6 separate regions of the Mus musculus genome follow, and all the other regions are linked to region 2. Evidence: chromatin contacts called from public HiChIP or PLAC-seq, capture Hi-C and promoter capture Hi-C data. All regions are on one chromosome and are shown on one strand. The core of a region is the stretch at or near the end of the contact, and the rest is flanking DNA. Distances in the headings are between cores, read along the strand shown. Region 1 holds the start of Slc26a10 (solute carrier family 26, member 10). Region 2 holds the start of Pym1 (PYM homolog 1, exon junction complex associated factor). Region 3 has its middle 3.6 kb from the start of Gm51819. Region 4 holds the start of Shmt2 (serine hydroxymethyltransferase 2 (mitochondrial)). Region 5 holds the start of Tespa1 (thymocyte expressed, positive selection associated 1). Region 6 holds the start of Gli1 (GLI-Kruppel family member GLI1).

Region 1 (2,700 bases), core at 107-2,606, 1.6 Mb after region 2:
TGAGTAGGAATAGATTCTTTAAATTCGGAGCTAATGTGGAGAGCTGAAGATGTCTGCCCCTCCCAGCTTCTGGCACAGCCTCTGGAACAGAGACAGGCAAGTGTGTGGAGACCCATATGACTGCCTCTGGGTCCCTATGTATCTGTGTGTCCACCGTGTCCGTCAGTCCCCTGGGCTCAGTCACGTGCACTGGGGCTTCCTCAGCAGACAATAGACTACTGGGGTGGGGGGTGGGGGGGGGGAGATATGGGAGCCTCAGGTCTCTGTGGCTGACAATGAGGGGAGGGATCTTTAAGGGGGGGACAGGACGTGAAGCCCAGATAAGATTTCTGGGGAACAATAGGAGGAATTGAAGAAGAGAGGCCCACCCTCTCTGGACCCCACCCTGGGCTTTGGGGTCAGGGACTGGGGGAACCACAGGGTGATGGGGGTGCCGAAGCATCTCTGAGTGGATGACGGCAAACAGTGAAATCCTGGGGCCCAGAACCTTTGTGTCTCTTCAGGGGTACATGAGGTGGGTGGCTGGACCCTTCATGCTCCTGCGGCAGCCAGGCCCACCACTGCCAGTGGTGACAAGGTGCCCAAGGCAGCAACGGGCAGCGGTTCCAGCAGCACACGGCATGCCCTTAGTTTAATCGTGTACTTCTAAATGCCTACTTGGAGAATAACACTGGATGTAAGGAACAGTATTAGAGGACTTTGGGGCTCCTAACAAATAGATAAAAATGTCTTTGTTAATTCAGTCTTTCCCCTAAATCAAACCCAGCCATCTGCATTAGAGAGGGTGGAGTGGGTCCCTGTCCCTGTCCCATTCACCATGCACCCTGTCGCATTCACCATGCTTATAAAACAGTAAGGCCTCTTGTACTTTACTGGGGCAAGTTTGCCACATGAGGAATGGGATTTGAGTGGGGAATCCCAACTGGCTGTGAATTTTGTGCTCCAGCAGTGGTGGTGGTGGTGGTGGTGGTGAGAATGCAGAGGCTCAGGGAAAGAAGACCTGTGACCCAAAAGGAACCAGCTCTGTCTTTGCTCAAAGTGCAAATGAAGAAAAAAAAAATGCCTCCCAGTCCCTGAGAAGCGAAGCGATGAGGGTCACTGGAAGTGACTGTGGGTCTCTTATCTCCCTATGGTTCCTCAACATCCTCACAGCAGGCCCCCAGGTTCTTAGGCAGAGCTAAGAAAGGATATCTGAGGAAACGCCTAACACAGGGACTTTTTCCACCCAAGCCTGACCCAAGGAGGTACTCTAGAGAGTACTCCCTACAGGTCCGGATTGGACCCTGCTTTATAGAGGCGGGCTCAGAGCTGATGGAACAGAGGGTATTTAAGACCAGGAGATGCTGCAGGGGGCCAAGGACAAAATGAGTGGGCCACTTGCCTCTGGGACCTGCTCAGATCCGGAAGAGGTTTCTGACCTTAAGTCTCCGCTGAGCTCAAGGTTCAGAGAACCTCTCACCCACGCTCGGTTCCAGGAGCTCTTCGGGGGCGCAGAGCCGGAGCCGGAGCTGCCAGCGGAGCCCTGCCTACCCTGCTTGTGCAGGCTGCGGAGGAGGCGAGCCAGCGCCTGTTCTGGGCCGGGGGCGTGGCGCGTGCTGCTGGCACGGCTGCCCCCGCTGCGTTGGCTGCCCCAATACCGCTGGCGAGCCTGGCTGCTCGGAGATGCTGTGGCTGGAGTAACCGTGGGCGTTGTGCACGTGCCCCAGGGTAAGAGTCCCCAACTTCAGCCCGTTGGAATTCCAAGTTATGGGGGGCTTTCAGGGCAGGGCCCTGGGAAGCTGAGAGTCCAGCAGTGATGTGGAGGACTTGTGTCCCTGCATGGGGGAGGATCAGAGAGGAGGAGCTTGAGGTTCGGTTTGAGAGGACTAAGGGACTCCATCATAATTCCCCACCCCCATCCCTCCACATCTGTGCAATTCTGCGAGATATACTGGACTCTGTTCTGCCTCAGAGAATTGTAGAGAGGCACAAAACCTGCCACCCAGGACGTGGGCAAGGATCTGTGACCTTGTCAGCCTCACGACCTCCCACTGAGGCCCATTAATTAACCTTTCCGTTCCCTCCGGGGCCATGATTGATAGTATCTGGTGTCAACCCAAGAGTGTTGGGAAGGGCAGTATCTGGAGGTTGTGCACCCCACCATCCCCACCCTCATCCCATCCCCACCCCACCCCACCCCGATTCCTTCTACTTTTCTACCAGGCATGGCTTTTGCCCTCCTGACCTCGGTGCCCCCGGTGTTCGGACTCTACACGTCTTTCTTTCCTGTTCTCATCTACAGTTTACTGGGCACTGGGAGACACCTGTCCACTGGTGAGTGGCCACACTGCTCATGACTTTGCTTCTCTTTGGGATGAAAATAGACAGGGACTTGAGGCATACCCTCATCCCTTGAGATAGGGTCTCATTTTATAGTCTTAGCTGGTCTGAAGCTCCCCACAGACCAGGTGGTCTTAAACTCAGAGATCCTGCCTCTGCCACTTGCGTGCTGGGATTAAAAGCAGGGGTCAAACACACCTTAGCAAGGCTGCTACTTGGAAGCTTTGGGGCTGTATTCCCCTCTGCCCCCTTCCCTCTCCTACTTGCCACCTCTCTTGGGATCCACAACCCATTTCCACCCCCTTTGCACAGAACTCTGTCGCCTCCCTAGGCTTGTTGGAGTGGGTATAGAGGCGACAGTTTACAAGGATCTCCTTGTCC
Region 2 (2,700 bases), core at 9-2,508:
TAAGTGGATCTCTATGAGTTCAAGGCCAGCCTGGTCTACACAGTGAGCTCTAGGCCAGCCAGGGCCACATAGTGAGATCACATCTGGGGATTGGAGTGTTAAAGATGAAAGTTGCTTTTTAAAGGTTGGGCACAGTGGCTCATGCTTTTAATTTTAATAAGGAACATTTAAAGCAAACCAAGAAGCATAAATGGCACATTTTAAAACACACCGTGCATTACCGCACAATCACAGGATCACTTCTACAAAACCCTAGTCACATATGAAGACCAAGATGAAGGCTACAAAAACAGTCACCGGGTACTTGCACTACGTCTTCCAAATATCTATTTGATCATCTCGAAGTCAATATTGCACATTATCCTAAAGACAAGGCAACTACAAACAAGACAAAAACATAAAACCGATTCTCAGCTTCACACACAAACAGCTGACTTCCAACATTTCAGACAGCTCGACTGAAGTGCTACTCAACCTTTAAGAAATCATGGGGTTCTATCAATTATCAAAGACGTTGAGAGAAAGGCCAGTAGATACTTTCCTGTTTGTTTTCTCCCACTTTAAATGGAAAACTCCACCAAGGAGAAAAGTCAAGTTGAAAGTTAAATTCCTCTTCCCTTCACACGTCTGGATTTCAGTGACACCCACCCCCACCCCCACCCAATGAAGATGGGGCAAAGAGTGAAGAAGAAAGCACTATGTAGCAATGAGATCATCAGCAGACACAGCCCGGAGAGAAAGAATGAAAACAGGGAAGGGTAGAGAGCAGGTACAACAGTAAGAAATGGGGGAGGGAGAAAGGGGGTTGGAATTGGAGGGAACTGAGCACAGGAGCCCATAATGCTGGAGAACCTTGCAAAGGTACGGGACTCCAACAGCTAGAAAGAGCTGAAGCGCCTAAGGGTCCCGGAGCAGGGGACATTGGAGGACCCCAGGGTTTGGGAGACCGGAAGCAGAGACCCCCCCCAAAAAACACGAGACCAGAAGGGGGCGCAGGTAACAACCCAAAAGGAATGAATGGGGAAGGCGGTACGGGGGCGTGGCAAAGGAGGAGCCCCGGGATGGGCGTGGCACAAACCCTTTTCCAAGTCCGAACCCCTAACCCAAGAATCCCGGGAGAGGCGGCTCCGCGATCCCCGCACTCACCGCCGGTCTCGTCAGTTACATAGGGAGTCGCCATCTTGAGAACCCGAACCACTTCCGGCGTGAGCGGGCTGGGGTCCCGCCCCCCTCCCCGCCGGAAGTGGAGTCCTCATCCTAGCAAGCCACCATTTTAATCTTAAAGAGAGACTGCACCATTTCTCTGACGCGGGAGGCGGAAAAGGCGAGTGTAAGACGCTCACAGTCATGGGCTCTTAGACTACCACCGACGCCACTGTTGACCTCCTGATGTATATAAAACAATCCCTAGGGCTCGGAGAGAAGTTTGGGCATAAGCCTTATCCCAGACAGTCCTCGCAGGCTCAAGGCCCACCGGGACCCAGCAGGAAAGCTGGTAAAAGAGGAAAGGAATATGCAAGGCCCCTCGCCTGCACCAAACCCTAGGGCGCGTGTTGGCATGGGCAAAGAAGCCCCAGGGATACACGAAAACCCGGGCTAACACTTAAAAGTGGGCAGGTCTACTCGGCACGCCGACCACTCTCGGCCGCCCAGGTTAACTGATCAGAGACCTACGAAGGGGTGCGCAAAGATCGGCGCACTGCGAGTCGGTCACCTGTCCCCGTGGCCTCGGGGGTGCTGGCGGTTTCCATGACTGAACTGGGGCGGGCAGCCCTGGGGATTCAGCGGCCGGCGAGGTAACTTCTTGGCCTGCTGCTCAGTACTGGATCCTCTCGGGTCAGAGGGCACGGGGTGAAGGCTTTTGGGGCGGACCCAGTCAGTATTCTAATTAGCCGCGCCCCACACTTCGGATTAGCTTTGGCTACCGCGAGCAGTTCCACCCTTAAATCTACCGGGACAGTGAGGCCACTCCCTTTGTTAGGTTGTGCCTTGTTCTTGGAAGGAGCGCCAAAGCCCGGTCCGGTCCCTCCCCTCCTCCATCAGCAATTTAGTTCCTCTGGGGCTAAATCCTGTTAAACTTGTTTCCTCTTCTGTCAGGAAGGTGCTGGCTCAAGCTCCTCTCCTCAGGTGTCTGCCCTCCTCCTACAAAGCTTTTTCCTTAACTCTTTCACCCTCTTCTATTGCCCAACTTTGGCTTACACTAACGTCCAACAGTGCCTCTCAAATTGAGAAGTGGGGAAATATTAGTACTTCAGTAGTAGACAATATGTTCTACTTTAAAACAAAACAACCGAGCAGTGGTGGCGCACGCCTTTAATCCCAGTGGAGGCAGAGGGAGGAGGATTTCTGAGTTCGAGGCCAGTCTGGTCTACAGAGTGAGTTCCAGGACAGCCAGGACTACACAGAGAAACCCTGTCTCGAAAAACCAAAAAAAAAAAAAAAAAAAAAAACCAAAAGGAAAAAAAAAAAAAAAAAAAAGAAACAAAACAGGCTAATAAGAACCTCAACTAAGTTTTCAAAAGCTCACACATTGTCCTCCTTGCAATTCTCCCAGCTTTAACCTCTCTCCTTTCAATTCAAGTCTCAAAATGACTTTAATGCTATTTGCATGCACTACATGTTTTTACACGTGTATACTTCTTTCTTTTCTTTTCTTTTTTTTTTTTTTTTCGAAACAGGGTTTCTCTGTATAGCCCTGGC
Region 3 (2,700 bases), core at 142-2,641, 1.6 Mb after region 2:
CTTAAATGAGGAAGAAGTCTGTGTGTATATTTGTGTATAAATAGAAACCAACCTGCAGTTTTTAAAATGCTAGTCTATTATTATTATTATTATTATTATTATTATTATTATTATTACTCCAAAGGAAGACTGAGAAATTTTCAGACTAAAGATGAATAAGGAACTTCTTTTTTTTTGTTGTTTTGTTTTTTTAAAGATTTATTTATTTTATGTATATGAGTACACTGTAGTTGTGAGCCTTCATGTGGTTGTTGGGAACCGAATTTAGGACCTCTGCTCCCTCTGGTCAACCCCACTCATTTATTATTATAAATAAATCACTGTAACTGTCTTCAGTGGTCATGGCTTAGCTGGTTAAGAGCACTGGCTGCTCTTCCAGAGGTCCTGAGTTCAATTCCCAGCAACCACATGGTGACTCACAACCATCTGTAATGAGATCTGGTGCCCTCTTCTGGTGTGTCTGAAGACAACTACAGTGTACTCATTTATTTATTTTTAAAATAAATAATGAATAAATAAATAAATTTAAAATAAATAAATTTAAAAATTAAATAAACACTTGCTGCTTTTCCAGGGGACCCTACTCAGGTTCCCAGAACCCATGTTGAGAGGCTCACAAGTGCCTGTAACTTCGTTTCCAGGCTTCTGTGGATACCTATGAGTGTGCGTATAGGCATATATATGTCCATACATAGTTACACACATACTCATAACTAAAACAAAAATATGCCAGGTATGGTAGCACACACCTTGAATCCTAATAATTAGGAAGCAGAAGCAGGCAAACCACTGTGAGTTCAAGGTCAACCCGGTCTACATAGTGAGTTCCAGGCCAACCAACACTATATAGTGAGTCTCTGTCTCTACAAACAAACAACAAACCACACCAAGTAAATGTCAAGATATGAGAGAGAGAGGCAGAGAGAGAGACAGAGAGAGATAGTGAGAGACAGAGAGAGAAAGAGAGAGACACAGAGAGAGACACAGAGACAGAGAGGGAAAGAGAGAGAGAGACAGAGACAGAGACAGACACAGGCAATTCATCAAGGCAGATTGGGTACTAACAAACACTGACACTTTTGGAGTTCAGCAGTCCAAACTTCAGACCTCGCAGCCTACAGTTGGGATGACTCTGAAAACAAATGAGTCATTTGACTCTGTTCTGTGAAAAAAATAGTTTTAAGAATCCTGTAACAACAAGGGGGAAAAGAGACTATAATAGAGATGTGATCTTAAATATAATGCATTACATTAACTATTATAATTACATTAAATCCTGGCTCTCAGTGGAAGAAAATGGCTGTAACGAAAACTTTGAGGGCAGCTCACAAACAGGAATAAGGATGGTAGGTTAATGAAAGTTAATGTTTAATTTGACTAAAAGATAATTGCTAAAAGGTAAATATTGTTTCGTAAAGTTGATAACTGGTGTTTAAGAAACTCCTTGTTCTCAAAGGTGTACTCTAAAATGCAAAGCATCAAGGAGACATAATGTACACAGCCTGCTCTCAGATTGTTCTGTAAAGTGCTGGAGAGATGGCTCAGCTGTGCAGAGCACTGGGCTCTTCTAATGGACCTGGGCTCTGTTAAGGCCTAGGTAAAATATTAAGACCCAGATGGAGGGTTGGATGTTAAGGCCTAGGTAAGTGTTACCTGGCAGTTTGTCATCATGTGCTCTTACTCATATTATAAGGAAGCTTTTTCCTATTTTGTTTCTGCAGGTACTAGGAAACTTCCTCATGCCCAGGTTGATTTCATATTCTGCTATGTCCTGTGCCCTTGGAAACCAATCACGATAGAAGCCAATCTATCTTCAAACTGCTTTGTAGAGTTACCCACAATAAGCTTGGCCCCAAAGCAACCACCCAGCAGTGTGCCCTGCACCTATGTATGAGCTTTTATGGTGTTGGCTTTTATAACCTGCCCCTGGGATGGACCCCAACATAAGAGAGACCTGCACTGATATAAGAAAGTGTTGGGAATAAGACTTCCATTTTGAATAGGGATTGAGTAAAGTTTAAGTTCCCAAGACCACCCTGGGAACTGACATCCTACTTAGAAGAAAGAGACTTGTATGTGGGCAATTGACATCCTGGTTGGCAAGTTAAGACATGAATGTTAGACAAGACAAGTCCCCTGCCAGACTTGAATACCCCAACCAATGGGAACAGGATACGTGAACAAGAAAGACATGCTCCTAAGGAAATCCTCTATCCCTAAATCCTGATTGGGAGAGTAACTTGGCACAAACGTTTGTGGATTTTAGGCTTAAAACCCCTGTAGGAACTTTTGTTTTTGTTTTTTGTTTTCGAGACAGGGTTTCTCTGTGTAGCCCTGGCTGTCCTGGATCTCACTCTGTAGACCAGGCTGGCCTTGAACTCAGAAATCCGCCTGCCTCTGCCTCCCAAGTGCTGGGATTAAAGGCGTGCGCCAGCACGCCTGGCCCCCTGTAGGATCTAACTCAATGTCACAGTTCAGCTCCCAAATCTGAACCATGGCCCTGACCAATCAGTCCCGGAACTTGTGCTCAATAAATCACTGCGTCTGACTGAGATCTGTGTTCCTGTGGTTAGTGAGGTGGTTCTCAAACCCCAACAGGTTCAAAGCCCAGCACCCACATAGTGGGTGCGTGGTCGTTCTCAGTAATTCACACTAATTTAGGTGGGCATGCTTGAGTGGATTTTGAAGAGAACAATGCCT
Region 4 (2,700 bases), core at 173-2,672, 1.2 Mb after region 2:
GTGATATACAGTGGAACCCTGTCTCCAAAAACCAAAAAACAACTCCACCCCACCTCCCCCCAAAAAAACTGAACCCAAAAACCACCACCAAAACCTGACTCACAGGGCTATGTCTCTGTCTCTGTCTCCCTCCTTCCCTCCATCCATCCCTCCCCCCTCCCTTCCCCCCTTCCCCCCCTCCCTCCCTCCCTCCCTCCCTCCCTCCCTCCCTCCCTCCCTCTTATCTGGGTATAAGAGAACAAAGTGAAGTGTTTCGTGTTGTCTGGGTCACTATTAGTGAGCCCCTTGTGTCTCCAGGGCTAAGGCATGGCTAAATGTCTACTGAATGAGTAAAGGTATAAAATGGCTATCAGAGGCCAATGGTTCTCAAAACCACTGCTTCCTGGAATCCCCAAGAGGTTTGGTTGTGTGTCTCTGAGCAGAGGCCTTAAGAAGATGTCCTCAAGCGGTGGTGGCGCACGCCTTTAATCCCAGCACTCAGGAGGCAGAGGCCAGCAGATTTCTGAGTCCGAGGCCAGCCTAGTCTACAGAGTGAGTTCCAGGATAGCCAGGGCTACACAGAGAAACCCTGTCTCAAAAAACAAAAACAAAAAACAAAAACAAAAACAAAAAAACAAAACACAAAACAAAACAACCCCCCCCCCAAAAAAAACAAAAACAAAAAAAGAAGTGGGCGACTGCTGGGGAGTAAGGGAGATGTAAATAAGAAACGAATGCAAACCGTGTGAGAAGAGGAGGGATGGCTACTCTGCTCTCACCTGACAGCTGGATAGACACAGAGGAGGCAGGCTGTGAGTCAGGGGAAGAGGACAACCCACCGGAGCCAGCGTCCGAATGCGAAGTTTCATTTAATCCCTTCTACAAGCTCTTTGTGTTGGAGTGGGCAAAGTGTGACAGGCTCATCTGAGGTCCACTGTCCTCTAACTTCACATGTAGCTGAGGCTACTAGCCTTGACCTTTCAATCTCTCTGTCTCCACTTCCCTAGTACTGGAATGACAATGTCATGGTTTAACATTGGAAGAAACGGAGGACTTTGTGTTGTAATCCTAAAGCAAGGATTTGAGTCTTTTACCCTTTCAAACTATATCTGCTTTCACTGTGTGTATTTATCTTCTAAATATGTTTTAAATCTCCCTGAGAACCATATGCTAGATATGCTTGGTAGGCATAAACCACACGAAAATAAACAAACAAACAAACAAACCAAAAAGCGCTTGCCTGGAAAACCGGAAGGAAAAACAAAACAGAAACTCTGAAGAGCTTCAAGAAAGGACATGGAGGAGCTTTAAGTCTAAGAACTTTTCAGGCAAAGCTCTCCATACCGGGACTTGTATAGATGGGAAAGAGCAAAGTAAAAAACTACAATTCCCAGAAGGCAATTTTTTAAAAAAACCCAGTACTGCGCATGCGCAGGGAACGCCTCTTTCACTCGAACTTCACGGGGGCAATTTTCTCGCGCACGCGTTCTAAGAGCAGCTGGTTTTCGACCCCGGTACTACACCGATACAGAGTTAGTGGCTAGTCCTCCTGTGCCTCCTGTAGCGATGGTATCCTTCTCTTTGCTTCGGACCACTCGGGTAAGAACAGGGTTCTGTTTACTGGATGATCAGTGGAAAGGCCCACCCAAAGTGGGGTTCTCCTGGCTCCTTGCTGCACGTGTTCTGGGGCCTCGGGGAACAGATGCTTAACCAGGAAATCCCTGAGACAGCACATGTGCGGTGGCTGGGCCCCTAGTTCTGGCGATCAGACGACCTAGGTAGGGTCTTGTAGTCACCCAGTTGACACGACTCTTAAGGTAAAGGTCCGCAGACGCTGTGTTAACAATATCCTAGCAAACAAGTGGGGTTCCCGGCTTCGATGCGCTAGTTGAATTTTTCCCGCCAGCTCTGAGCTATGGAGATGATGCAACCGAGCCTCAGTACTTTCATCACGCAAGGGTCCTGCTGCTGTGTGGGCAGGAAGGAGGTAGCGAGGTGCTGTGTGTGTGTGTCTGTGAGTGTGAGATAAAATTAAGATTTTGGGCAAACACCTTCAGCCTACCCCAACTCCCGCCAGTACACAACTCTTTCCAAGAACTGCTTAAAAGTCTATCCTCCTACTTTTTAAAGGTTGCTCTGGAAACCACCCTTTAAAAGCCTCTGGTGTTAAGCCCTGTTAGCTTGGTATCTTCTCTCATGGAGGTATTCATGTCCGGAGGCCCTGCAGGAAGTCCACCTCTTATGTTTATGAATATTTTAACTGCACTGTGTGTGCACTGCGTGCATGCCTGGGTACCCACAGAGGTCAGAGGAGGGCATCAGATCTCTTGGAACTGGAGTTACAGATGGTTGTTAGCTGTTTTGTGGGTGCTGGAAGATGAACCGCTGTCCCCCACAAGAGCAGCCAGGACCTTAGGATGGTCATTTTGTTCCTGTGTGTGGGGAGACTCTGGAATCGCAGTGTCTCTCACCTGAATTGGAGGGACATGGGCTTCTGGGGCACAAGCTTTGCTCTGTGACTTTGCAGAGTCACTCAGGGTGATTAGGGATGCGTTGTGTTAGAGTTGACCAAAACTGCCCTTTGGATAATGATCTGAACCTTTGACTCTAGAACTTGCTATTCAAGATGAAAGTGGGGGTAGAGAGCACTGACTGCTGGCCGGACCAGGCTGCGTACTTAGCCAGAGGGCTCGATCTGTACCCATGACTGAGGGCAGCTGG
Region 5 (2,700 bases), core at 147-2,646, 1.6 Mb before region 2:
TCAGAGGATCGAAGGAGTTAAGAGAACATTATTAGTCTGGTTATAAATAGCCTCTAAATCTGTCTGAGTGCCTGTGTTTGTTGGCTCTTTTTCTATCCCTCCTTCTATAGCTTTATCTTGCTATCTATGATAACATTTTCTGTAGAAGTCAACCAACAAACCTGGCCTTTTGAGCTCTTTTTTTTTTTTTTTTTAAACCAATGGTCATGATTTAGGACCTGCAGATCCCTGGCTCTTACTGCTCAAGCTGAATATCTGCTGAATCAGAAGCTTGGGCATTTGCAAGCTTCCAACCTCTAATTACTCATGAATTGTATAAAACCTCCAATTAAGGACCTTTGTGATATACGAAGTCACAAATATTTCCTTGGGCATTGTTTTAAATGCTTATTATCTTACTAAACTACTTCTACAGTACACTTTTATCTTGATGGGGCTCTGCCCTAAATCCCTACATTGCCTCTTCTACCCACAGATAAAGTGGGTTGTGGGATAAAATGGGTTGTGGGATAAAGTGGGTTGTGGGAAAAACCCAGTGTGAATGATATTTCCATGCCTCCTCCTTTACCAGGATACAGATGGATAGCTACCCTGAAACAAAGGGTGTTGGAGATGCCAGCCCCAATATTATATAGGTCACTGAGAGGTCAACATATTTAAATGAGATATAAGGCAAAACCCTAGTCTTCATAAAATGTGAACCATGGGCCTTTAGTAAATTTGGCCTGTCATTATCCAACTGTGCAAATTTTCCCACATAGTAATTTTTATATACCTCACAACACTTTATCTCCACATCTTTTGCTGAAGATTCCAAAGAAAAGCTGAGAGAAAAGTCAGGCCAGGTTTGTATATTCCCAAATTCAGAGATAAGGGAACTAAAAAGAACCTATCATCAAACCAGGAAACTTCTCTTGTTCACAGCTTTTCATAATTGAAAATAGAATTAAATGGCCACACATATGAGTTTAGCAAGATGCTAAGAATTCTCATGAGAAAAAAGGAATTTTGTGAATAGCAATTCAGTTCATCAAAAAGGCCATGATTCATGACCCCAGAACAATAACATCTGGTAGCCAGGAGGATGGGAAGAGGCATCTCTGCTCAATAGTTCCAATGATGAGGCTGTAGAGTTAAGGTCAGGAATGAAAGTTTCTCTCCTGATAAATCTCTTAACTTGGAGGCCAGATTTTTCCCCCCTGACCCATATCCTTTTCTCTATAACTATCTATAACTCTATATCAGTTCCACTCTAAAGCCAAAGAAAACTACACTTACCAGAGGTAAGAAAGTTCTCGAAACAGGGTTGAATCTTTCTCAGGAGTGGTGCTAGAGATGAGGGCTGTGTGATAGTTTCATATCGCAGACTGTGACTTTCTCTCTGTTCTCATTCAACTGTCAGCTCAAAAGAGGAAGCGGATGTGAGAGAACACAGAGATATCTGTACATGCATCTGCACGGCCTCTGCCTCTTAGCCAGCCACATCCTCTGCTCTAGCTTAGGAGACAGAAGAATAAAGCATCTATCACCCATAAGCTTACAGGCAGAGCCCATCCCCTGAAATGGCTGCTTGCAGCGACTTCAGTTTTTTACACCTAGGGAGGGGTATTGCCCACTAGACAATGGGAATCTGGAAAAGTCTTCCTCTAATATAATTAGAAACAGTTAGAATCTACTCCTGTAGCCAAATGTACATAGAAAATGTAGAAAATGATTTAAAAATTAGACTTGTCTCTCCATAAAATCTACTCACATTTATTCTATAGTTGAGGACTTCACCCTACTTGGGATTTTTCATAACTCTTTCACACTCAGGTAGACCCCCCAGAAGCTTCTTCATAAATACTATTAATGAAAGCAATTTTTATGCATTAACTTCTTTTTAAAAATTTTTATTGGATTTATCTATGTTTCTGTGTGTGCATATTCTCTCTCTGTCCCTCCCTCTCTCTCATTCTCTCTCTCTCTCTCTCTCTCTCTCTCTCTCTCTCTCTCTCTCTCTGTGTGTGTGTGTTCATGCCCCTGTCACAGCATGCATGTGGAGGTTAGAGGACAGTTTGAAGGAGTCAATCTTCTCCTTCCACCATGTAGATCCTGGGTTTGAACTCAGGTCATCAAGCTTATTAGAAGGCAACTTTACTCACTGAGCCATGTTCATTTTCTTTTTTCTTTTCTTTTTTAAAATATTTTTATTAGGTATTTTCCTCATTTACATTTCCAAAGCTATCCCAAAAGTCCCCCATACCCTCCCCCCGACTCCCCTACCCACCCACTCCCACTTTTTGGTCCTGGTGTTCCCCTGTACTGGGGCATATACAGTTTGCAAGTTCAATGGGCCTCTCTTTCCAGTGATGGCCAACTAGGCCATCTTTTGATACATATGCAGCTAGAGTCAAGAGCTCCGGGGTACTGGTTAGTTCATAATGTTGTTCCACCTATAGGGTTGCAGATCCCTTTAGCTCCTTGGGTACTTTCTCTAGCTCCTCCATTGGGGGCCCTGTGATCCATCCAATAGCTGACTGTGAGCATCCACATATGTGTTTGCTAGGCCCCGGCCTAGTCTCACAAGAGATAGCTATACCTGGGTCCTTTCAGCAAAATCTTGTTAGTGTATGCAATGGTGTCAGCGTTTGGAAGCTGATTATGGGATGGATCCCCGGATATGGCAGTCTCTAGATGGTCCATCCTTTCGTCACATCT
Region 6 (2,700 bases), core at 141-2,640, 1.4 Mb after region 2:
GAACTCAGAAATCCGCCTGCCTCTGCCTCCCGAGTGCTGGGATTAAAGGTGTATGCCACCACTGCTTGGCCCATCTTAATTTAAAAACAAAAAACAAACAAACAAAAAACACTTACTTTGCAGAGCCAAGAAGGTGGTTTAAAAACAGCGCTATGGCCTGAGAGATCTGTTTAAGGGAAGACTCTCTCTCCCCACCCCGCCATGCTTTTGAGTCTTTCTCAGGTGGGAAACTGAAATAGAGGCCCTCTCTCTGTGTCCAGTCACCATGGTAACACAGATTCAAAGAGACAGGGTACTCCCCTATCACGAACTACCCAAGGGGCTCGCAATCTTCCCTGGCGTGCCCTTCTGTTTCTTTGAGCTCACGCAGCTCCCTGGGCATCCGATTGGGCTTTGGGGACAGGAACCTGTCAAATTTCCTTAAGTTCGCCAGTGCAATCATTTCCACTCCGAGGGGTGCCATGTGCTAGGACGACCAGCAGAGGGCGCGAAAAGCCTTAAAGAGAGAGGTGTGGAGGTGGCAACTGCGTCCAGAATTTGGAGATGGAGAACGGAGTTTCTCCAGAGAGGTACTCTACACAGAGCACCACTGTCCTCAGTGATCTGTGAATGCACATTCTGCACTTAGAACTCTAGCCCGTGTTCTTCCTTCATGTTCCATAGGTCGCACCCCCTCCCCTCCTCTACATCAGTCAACCCAACTTCTTTCTCCCAAACCCCAACTCTCCAAATGCTCCACGTTCCATCCAAAGAGTGAGGCTGGCCTACAGACCACGACATGGGGAAAGCTCAGTTACGACCAATGAAGCCGAAGACCGAGGCTTCTGGTTTAACTTTCTGGGTGAGCTTTCCCCCCTCCCTCTCCCGCCGCGCAATATTTTCCTCAATGTTTTCCTGGCTCTGGTTCAGAGCCTCTTCGTGGACAGCCGATCCAGGGATCCGCGCCGGGATTTACTGTCCACCAAGAGCAGCGTGTTCGGGCGGGGGGGGGGGTAGTAGGCAGTATAGGGTCCCTCAAGGGAGGGGGAGGATCCTGGGGGTCCTGGGGGTGCCATAAGCCCGGCACCCCCTCTCTAGCTTCTATCCACCCAGCTCATCTTCTAGAACGGTCCGAAGGAAGGATATACGAGGGAAGTGAGCGGGAAGAGCCGTAGCGTGCGGGTGGCAACAGCGAGAAAAAGTTTTTGCAAAGGGGAAAAAAAAAGTTTGCGCTTCTCGCGGGTGGTCCCGGCTCGAGGCCCGGCGGGCTGGGCCGGCGGGAGGGCTGGGGGCCAGGTTGGGAGGGTGGGGTGGCACTGAAGCTGCGCTGCAGTGGCCCTGTGACCCCCCTCCCCGCCACACACCTCCCCCCCCCCCCAGCCCAGTTTCCAGCCCTGGACCACGCATCCCGAGCACCGCGCCCCGACGGAGGTGAGAGGGGGGCAGGCGGGAGACCACCTGGGAGCGATGGGGGAGGGGCTGAGGAGATGCTCTGACGCCTAGGGACTCACCCTATCCCAGAAGGAGACCTGGGGCTCAGAGGCAATATGGGGTTGGGAGAGTTTGGGGAGAGCAATTAGGAAGTTTGGGTGTTTTCTTGTTTTGCTTTAATTTGTGCCTTCTTTTCTCTGCATCCCCTTCTTTTTTTCTGACAATCTGTGTCTGTCCCAGGTCTCTTTGTCCGCGCCTCTCCCACATACTAGAAATCTCTCCCTTTCTTGAGGTTGGGATGAAGAAGCAGTTGGGACGGCCAGCTGGAGGTCTGCGTGGTAGAGGGAACTCCAGGTGCGTCTCTGAGCGCCGTTGGAAGACGTCAGTGTTTCTAAGACGGGACCCACCGCAAAAGAAGGGAGCGCTCAGTGGGGTGGGAGTAGCGGTGTGCCAGGCAACAGAACCCCTGAGGGCCGGGCTGGGATTGGACTCCTGACCTGTGGCTGTGACAGATGTGCACATGGGGTTTAGGGGCAAAGGAGTGGGTTTGGACTCGGGAGGAGGCTGGGTGGGTTTCCTAACATGCGGTGTAGGCCGTAGAAAATCCCTAGGAATTCTGGACTTCTGAGTTCCCAAAGACTGTGGGCAGGGCCCCCGAGGAAGAGGAAGAGCTGGGGAGACCTTGTTTTGACCCTCTGACCTCAGGACCACCGGGGCAGCTGAAGCCAGGCGCCGGGAGACCCCTACTGGGGCAGAGCGGGACCACTGGCTACTGCCAGCTTGTGTATCCCTGTTGGCCCCCCGCCCAAGCGGGATCTGGGGACCGAGGCCCCTCCTCTGGCTCAGACCACCCTGCCTGCCCTTGCTCCCCGCTCTGAATCCTCTTTCAGGCCCCATGACCCTGAAACAATCAACCCAGGACAGTTAGCTTTGGGAACAGCATCAAGGAAAGGAAACTCCGTAGAGGCCGAGGGTTTGGGGCATCCGGAGAACCAGGGACTTTATGGTATAGGTCTTTCCTTCCAGTACGGGGAGAAAAGATGGGCAGTTTTCTTCTGGGAAGAAAGTTCGTGAACGCGGGTGATTTACCCTAGGGGGGCGGGGTTCAGAAGGACCCCCCTCCATTATCTCTCTGGGCATCCCCGCCGGACAGACGTCTCCGACTCACTCTTGACGTCACTAGGGGGTTCCCGGGGGTCTATAGGGGTTAACCCTTAGGAAGCCGGCGGAGATACCCAGGAATCCAAGGTGTCCTCTCCGCGCACACCTTATTTACACAGGCACTTCTTT

What was found. Promoter capture Hi-C pulls out the DNA fragments that hold promoters and counts their contacts. HiChIP or PLAC-seq counts read pairs in DNA pulled down with a chosen protein or histone mark. Capture Hi-C pulls out chosen DNA fragments and counts their contacts.
Region 1: a contact with region 2 is called in an H3K27ac HiChIP or PLAC-seq map of double positive thymocytes, with 8 times the contacts expected there. The contact joins the promoter of Slc26a10 here to the promoter of Pym1 in region 2. A contact is called at or near these places in 1 of 39 promoter capture datasets (embryonic stem cells), 2 of 484 Hi-C or Micro-C datasets (B cells and CD8 T cells), 2 of 115 datasets of contacts at active chromatin or transcription factors (double positive thymocytes and large pre-B cells) and 1 of 9 other capture datasets (liver).
Region 3: a promoter capture Hi-C map of liver shows a contact between it and region 2, with 4 times the contacts expected there. The contact joins the enhancer-like site here to the promoter of Pym1 in region 2. A contact is called at or near these places in 3 of 39 promoter capture datasets (the C10 cell line, liver and pre-B cells), 2 of 484 Hi-C or Micro-C datasets (CD8 T cells and regulatory T cells), 3 of 115 datasets of contacts at active chromatin or transcription factors (memory CD8 T cells, regulatory T cell precursor and thymic regulatory T cells) and 2 of 9 other capture datasets (liver and macrophages).
Region 4: a promoter capture Hi-C map of pre-B cells shows a contact between it and region 2, with 4 times the contacts expected there. The contact joins the promoter of Shmt2 here to the promoter of Pym1 in region 2. A contact is called at or near these places in 2 of 39 promoter capture datasets (the C10 cell line and pre-B cells) and 1 of 9 other capture datasets (macrophages).
Region 5: a promoter capture Hi-C map of pre-B cells shows a contact between it and region 2. The contact joins the promoter of Tespa1 here to the promoter of Pym1 in region 2. A contact is called at or near these places in 2 of 39 promoter capture datasets (the C10 cell line and pre-B cells).
Region 6: a contact with region 2 is called in a capture Hi-C map of macrophages, with 3 times the contacts expected there. The contact joins the promoter of Gli1 here to the promoter of Pym1 in region 2. A contact is called at or near these places in 1 of 39 promoter capture datasets (embryonic stem cells), 1 of 484 Hi-C or Micro-C datasets (B cells), 1 of 115 datasets of contacts at active chromatin or transcription factors (large pre-B cells) and 3 of 9 other capture datasets (adipose tissue, liver and macrophages).

Annotation. Positions count from the first base shown.
Region 1 is chr10:127,179,238-127,181,937 of GRCm38.p6, reverse strand. It overlaps Slc26a10 (solute carrier family 26, member 10), which reads left to right and starts at 1,356. Exons shown (of 18, transcript NM_177615.4): 1 at 1,356-1,707; 2 at 2,203-2,313. The coding sequence starts at 1,365.
Region 2 is chr10:128,747,013-128,749,712 of GRCm38.p6, reverse strand. It overlaps Pym1 (PYM homolog 1, exon junction complex associated factor), which reads right to left and starts at 1,258. Exons shown (of 3, transcript NM_001170869.2): 1 at 1,147-1,258. The coding sequence starts at 1,180.
Region 3 is chr10:127,155,107-127,157,806 of GRCm38.p6, reverse strand. No RefSeq gene overlaps it. Among named protein-coding and RNA genes, the nearest start is that of Gm51819, 3.6 kb to the left of the region's middle. Within about 2 kb of position 1,391, at least 9 of the 459 cell types and tissues checked have an H3K27ac peak or open chromatin away from gene starts, as enhancers often do. A contact at or near this core is called in liver, where this site is marked.
Region 4 is chr10:127,521,166-127,523,865 of GRCm38.p6, reverse strand. Shmt2 (serine hydroxymethyltransferase 2 (mitochondrial)) reads left to right here and starts at 1,422. Exons shown (of 12, transcript NM_028230.4): 1 at 1,422-1,578. The coding sequence starts at 1,546.
Region 5 is chr10:130,321,548-130,324,247 of GRCm38.p6, reverse strand. Tespa1 (thymocyte expressed, positive selection associated 1) reads right to left here and starts at 1,396. Exons shown (of 9, transcript NM_183264.4): 1 at 1,279-1,396.
Region 6 is chr10:127,340,269-127,342,968 of GRCm38.p6, reverse strand. It overlaps Gli1 (GLI-Kruppel family member GLI1), which reads left to right and starts at 1,390. Exons shown (of 13, transcript NM_010296.2): 1 at 1,390-1,410; 2 at 1,651-1,764.